Linked DNA regions of Arachis hypogaea: region 2 is linked to region 1. Evidence: chromatin contacts called from public Hi-C data. All regions are on one chromosome and are shown on one strand. Each heading gives the region's core, a stretch centred on a gene start, on an enhancer-like site or on the middle of the called end of the contact. The rest is flanking DNA. Distances are from core to core; before and after follow the strand shown. Region 1 holds the start of LOC112796783 (protein SULFUR DEFICIENCY-INDUCED 1). Region 2 holds the start of LOC112796785 (1-aminocyclopropane-1-carboxylate oxidase homolog 12-like).

Region 1 (3,065 bases), core at 161-2,660:
TAATTGATCATGTAAACGTGCATGATAATTAAACTCTTGTTGATTATTCATTTGTTAATTCGGATAGATGTTCGGAGAAACTCCGATGTACCTTGTACAGATCTATTAGTACATTATCAAGAGATTCTTGAGATTGTTTGGGGCAGAGGCTTCTAAATGAGCAAATGGCTTCAATTGCTTCTTCGGATCTGTCTAACTGTTTCATCACCACCGCCATATCTTTCAAGGCACTGTCCACTTTATCCCCTGAATTTATTGCTTTCCAAAAGAATACAATTGCAGCTTCAGGGTCCTTATCTACCAGCTGCATATACAATATATAATTCAGATTAGTATATTTTAGTAATTTACTTATTCATTACAAGAAAATTGGAACTTTTATTAATCCGAAACTTCAGTCACCGCTAGTGTAGCTTCTCTTGTTGGGTCAAATCAATAGCAAACTCAAGCAAAAATTCTGAATTAAAACCATGGACGACGCATTAGATAAGAAAACGAAAAAGAGAGGAGAAGAAAAACCACATTCGGATTATACTTGAGATGCATCACCAGCTTAAGATATGCAGCAGTCTAATTAAGCTATGAATCATTATCTTATTTTCTTTTTCTTTCTTATTCAAAATAATTTTAAGAAAGGAAAAAGATAAAATAAAAGGTCAGTTGTACATAAATTTCAATCGCAATGACATCGCTTGTAAAAATGTTTCATTTACCACCTAGACTTTCTCATTAATTAATAGGTAGAATAATCTATATTTTTAAACTATACCAGTAAGATTGTGAAGCCAGTCTTTAATCCAATTTTTGGTGACTCATGGCCAATGGAAGCTGTTAATTTAGTGTTCATGAACAGGCTTCACTAATTCTATAGAATTTATTCTTATTGAATCAAACAGTAATGAAGTGGCATCATAAATAAAATACCTCTCATCATCATAAAAATAGTGCAACGTACAGCTGAATAACTCAACAAAACAAAACTAAGTAGTAACAAGAAAATAAAAAAGTGAAAATCATTGTGTAGTATTATTATTACCTGAGCATGCTTGGCTCTAACATAAGGTCCATCCCCAAAAGGAACCTTGTGAAGCACATGGTAAATATCATCTCTCTTTCCCTTTGGAGAAGAAGAAGAAGAACTCTTGTTATTGTTGCAACCACCTCTTTCTTCCATTTCTCTTTTATATTTTTATGAGACGCGGCGGCACAGAGATCAAAGCAACTAAAACGGTTGGATGCCTTCGTTCTACTTTTTTTTTTTTCCGGGTTGAGCGTTACAAGAGCCAAACACGCTTTCAAGTTTCAACAAACAAGAAAAAGCAAGGTTTAGCAGTAGAAAAGAGAGGGAGAGAAGAGGGAATGACAAGAACAAAGAGAAATAACGAATTTGGTTGGTTTTGCGTCCATATTCATTTGGCCTTGGCGGTTCCTCACTATAGAGACAATCAACGACTGTGACTTTGAGTATAGACACGTGTCGTTTTATGATTTCATCTTAGAAAAGCACGATGCAACTTGAGGTATAATGCCACTGAATCATGCTAGATATTAGGTGCATATTTCGGCAAGGAGAAATTTCCCTTTACACTTTAATATTAAGAAGTAAATTAATATTTACTGTTTTGTATAGTGATAGAATTCAATTTCTTGACTAAAAAATATATGGCGAATTTTATTTAGTTTTCTTTAAAATAAAAAATAAGTTATTCTTTGTGATATGTCTAATAATTACTTGATAAAATAGGATGATTTATCACAGTTAATATTAACTCTTAATTTAATTTAAATTATGATAATATAACTAGCTAATTAACTAAGGTATAAACTTTTTTTGTAATTTATAAAAATTACTAGAAATTACATTTTGTAATTTTAACCACACAATAAAAAAATTTTAAAAAATAAAAAAAATTTTGGTGCCTCTTTAAGATTGAAAGCCAGTAAAGATTCTGTTTATATCATCCTATCTTAAAATTAAGAAAATATATTATTGCACTCTCTGTATCAAATGATTTATTGTTCAATATTATTAACTAACTTTTTCATATGTTCATATTTATCACTCTTCATACTCACTTCTTTACCAAGCATTTAACATCTTATCACCCTGAGCCTTACCTCTAACCGTAAAGTAAAAGATAACAAAATGCCACGACAATTCTAAAACTCATACAATAATATATATAGAAAGAAGTAATAATACTAGAAGCACGATCTAAGGAATAGGAGTTCAAAGATAGTTAAACAGAAGAAACAAATCGTGAAGCGTTCACACACGATAACTAAAACGCAAAGGCACGACAAGAACGGAATATAATATATACAACCTTGCATAAAGCTCCAAGATACAAGGTAGTGGCTAATAGATAAACAAGTTATATGTATACACTATCAAAAAGGGAAACTAGCCTCAGCCCACGGAGTTTAGGCTGATTAGTTAAAAATACAACATAATGTTTATAAAAGGCTTACTTCCTATTTCTCAAAATTTAATGCAAAAGCCTCTAAGGTAACAAAATATGATACAAAATGAGAGAACTAATAATAAATTAAAGTACAAAACAAAGCTGAATCATCATCCACTCTGTCACCAAGTTTGGAAACTCACCAATGTGGGTTGCGACATGTATCTTAAAAACAACAACAATATATAGTAAGAGAACTAGAGGTTCTCAATATGGTAACAATGTCCAATAGATAATATATATATAGTGTTCCGCGAAGCTAACTAATACTAGTCACCGCTGTCTCACAGCCTTCACCAACCTATCCTCCATGCGATCCCATTGTCATCGCCTACTAAGCCTCCTCAATTCCAGCAGAAAACATAAGTAATGCGAGCAAGTAAAGCACAAATAGTATACATATACATCAAGTAAAACAAATAGAAAGTAGACATTTGATTCATTTAAGCATAACAGAAGTTATACAAAACAAACAAGCATATAGAAGATGGATATGATGAATGCTTGTCCTATTGGTTGTGATATCACATTGTCGGTTCACAGTGCCAACCCGACACATCCTTTCAGATATAGCCTTTCTGCCACGCTAGGGATATAGTG
Region 2 (3,065 bases), core at 162-2,661, 200 kb after region 1:
TTGTGGGTCGTCAATGACTTCATCATTGACTTGATTCAACACATGAAGAGGTGGAGGAGCCGGTGGTTCCACCATGGGGCCTTTGCCTTTGTCTTGGATAACGGCATGAGATGAAGAGGCAGCCATTGAAGGGTAAGGAGAAACGAAGATTGGAGAATAGAGGTTGTGTAGGAAAAATAGATGTAAGAGAAATCGAGAGAATAAGGGTTCGAGAAAGTTTAAAAAAAATGGAAGTGTCGAATTTAAAAGGGATTTTCACTGTAGTTGTTATCGCAGATAGAGCTCAAAGGAAAAAGAGGTAACTTTGCGAAGAAGGCGAAGTGGTGGAGAAAGAAAGTGCAAATTGTGGGAGGGTCAGTATTAATTGGGAAGTTAAATGGTAATTATTACTGATTCAGGAGATTGAAGTTTTGAATTTGGATTAAGTGTTTCATCTTCCAAGAAACGGTTTCAAAGACAAACACATTAATCCAAGCGGGCAATTTGTTAGTCGAAAAATATTTTCAACTGGAAAAAGCTAATTCGAAATATTAAAGAGATTATTAAGATGAAAGCAGAGATCGAAAAGGTGCACGTGCAGGCGTTAATTGGGAGTTACTCAACACGGACTCGATATTAGACACCTTATTAAATTGAGCAAGCACGGTTGAGCAAACATTTGGATGAGAAATCGAATAGTTGCTCGAATAAAGAATCGAGCGGTTACGATTAATAGAGAAGTTGAAGGCATTCTTCAAGTGAGGAATTTATGGGTAACGTCTATGGGTAGAAGAGCGTAAACGGTTACCTAAGAATCCGCATACAAGGCAATGTCGTGTAATTAAGGATCGGTGGGTTATAAATATTATAAAGTTTTAAGAAATAAAGGTTGGAACTTTGCTTCAAAAATTACTCACGCGCACTCACATCCCAGGGACTTTCTGCTTCGAGTCAATTTTCTGTAGGGTTCCTTCCACATGTCTTTACTTTCCATTTACATTTTCTGCAAAACTTTATCTTTCAATCAAGTTTATATTTCGGGCAATGTTTAATTTTCGAATTCAATTTACATTTCAGTACCTTTAATTTTCATGTCCAAAATCCTTTGACACAGTCGAAGGCATTTTATTACTTTCTTTAAATTTCAACACAACCCTTTTCAATTCCAATCAATTTACCTTTCGAATTCTTTATTTTACATCTCTTTTATTCCTTTACAAATTTTAATTTATTGTTTATTTCAATACTCATCTAATTCAAGATACTTTGATATACTTATAGAAAATTGATACCTGCAAAAGTGGAGTTGGTTTCACTCTCATACTATTAGATATCAAACCACCCTCAATTTACTAAATCTACAAAACAAGAATAATTTTTAATAATTTATTATTCTATATCCATGTACTTCATAATTGGTTGTTTTGTGATTATTTTCTCTCTTCTCGCCTATATAATTCCTTTCGAGTCTTCGGTTAGTTTTTCTCAATTCCACACCGACTTTTTTTCATAGCAGGACCTTGTTTCAATTTTTGTAACTCCGCTCTCAACATGGCAGGAGAAAACACAAAGCAGTTAGAGGAAGCAGTTACAAGTGATTCCACTTATGACAGAAAAGCCGAAGGGAAAGCATTCGAAGATTCCAAAGTCGGCGTTAGAGGCCTTATAGAATCCGGTGTGACCAAAATCCCACGCATGTTCCACTCCGGCAAGTTGGACGCCAACGAAACTCAAGCAACTGCCTATGATTCCAATGTTCCCATCGTCGACATCAGAGACATAAAGAGCAGCACAACTTTCCGCGCCAAAGTAATTGAAAATATTCGCAGGGCATGCCATGAGTGGGGAATTTTTCAGGTGATTAATCATGAAATTCCAGTCAGCATCTTGGACGGTATGATCGATGGGATTAGGCTGTTCCATGAACAAGATGCTAAGGTAAGGAAAGAGTTTTATTGCAGGGATCTTGTAAAGAAGAAAGTTTTGTATCATTCCAGTGTTAGAGCTAATACTAACCAGGCTGCTAATTGGAGAGATACTCTTACTATGTTGGTTGCTCCTCATCCACCCAAACCAGAAGAAATACCAGAAATATGCAGGTAATAGAAAACATTATCAGCTTGATTCCAATTTAAGCTCAAGTGCTCATTAGCTATTAGAAGTTAAGTTATTTAGTTACTCCATCCCTTGTCTTCAAGATAGTTGTCTATTATAGTACTAAATACATATATTTAAAACAAAAATCTTAAGAGACCTTCACTCTTTATCAATTTTGGCATAACATTTTGGCTCAACATTTTTTTTTACTATAAATATTTAAAATTTAAAATTTAAGATTTAAAATTTAGTATTAAATATTCTTAGAAAGTTGGTAAAAAATAATCAATTTTATTGGTCATATATCATTGATCAAGACTAGATAATTTGATTATATATTGAACAATTTAACTTATAATGGGGTAATACCGTTTTTTATATTATGTGGTCTGTGTTATAAAGAAGGTAAAACAATATTTAGATACTTTTGCAATCATGTTTGGGAGACATTAGAATTAGTTATAATAATTATATAATTTTAAATATAATAAATATATAAATAAATATTATATACATAAAATTATAAAGGTTAAATTATGGAATTTTTTTAAATAAATAATTTAATTATTTTAATTACTAAAATAAATAATTTATAATGTATTTACCAATTTACACCACATTTATTTTGATAATTAAAATAATTATTTTGATAATTAAAATATTTAAAAATCCTAAATTATGTTTCATTAATACTATTTTATTTTTGCAAGCAGTCTAGAAAAAAAAATAAGAACTTACTTTATTTATAAACAATTAATGAAGATTAAATAAGATAAATTCTGATTAATTTTAACTAATTTATTTTAGTTACCAAATGTTTCCATCTTGCAAGTGCACGTGCAAATTCTCAGCTGTAATAACTTAGGCTGTTGTACATTAAATGATGGGAAATTACTATTGCAAGTGAATTTCGGTTGCTGTTATGATCTTGTCCGATTGAATTACTTCAACCCATGATGATGAGTTTATTACGTACTTATCACAGAGAT

What was found. A called contact is a pair of places that touch in the nucleus more often than the background predicts.
Region 2: a Hi-C map of leaf shows a contact between it and region 1, with 3 times the contacts expected there. The contact joins the promoter of LOC112796785 here to the promoter of LOC112796783 in region 1. A contact is called at or near these places in 3 of 8 Hi-C or Micro-C datasets (leaf and an unstated tissue).

Annotation. Positions count from the first base shown.
Region 1 is chr4:62,053,011-62,056,075 of arahy.Tifrunner.gnm2.J5K5, forward strand. It overlaps LOC112796783 (protein SULFUR DEFICIENCY-INDUCED 1), which reads right to left and starts at 1,411. Exons shown (of 4, transcript XM_025839401.3): 1 at 1,037-1,411; 2 at 92-304. The coding sequence starts at 1,174.
Region 2 is chr4:62,255,970-62,259,034 of arahy.Tifrunner.gnm2.J5K5, forward strand. It overlaps LOC112796785 (1-aminocyclopropane-1-carboxylate oxidase homolog 12-like), which reads left to right and starts at 1,412. Exons shown (of 4, transcript XM_072235570.1): 1 at 1,412-1,453; 2 at 1,538-2,078; 3 at 3,062-3,065. The coding sequence starts at 1,675.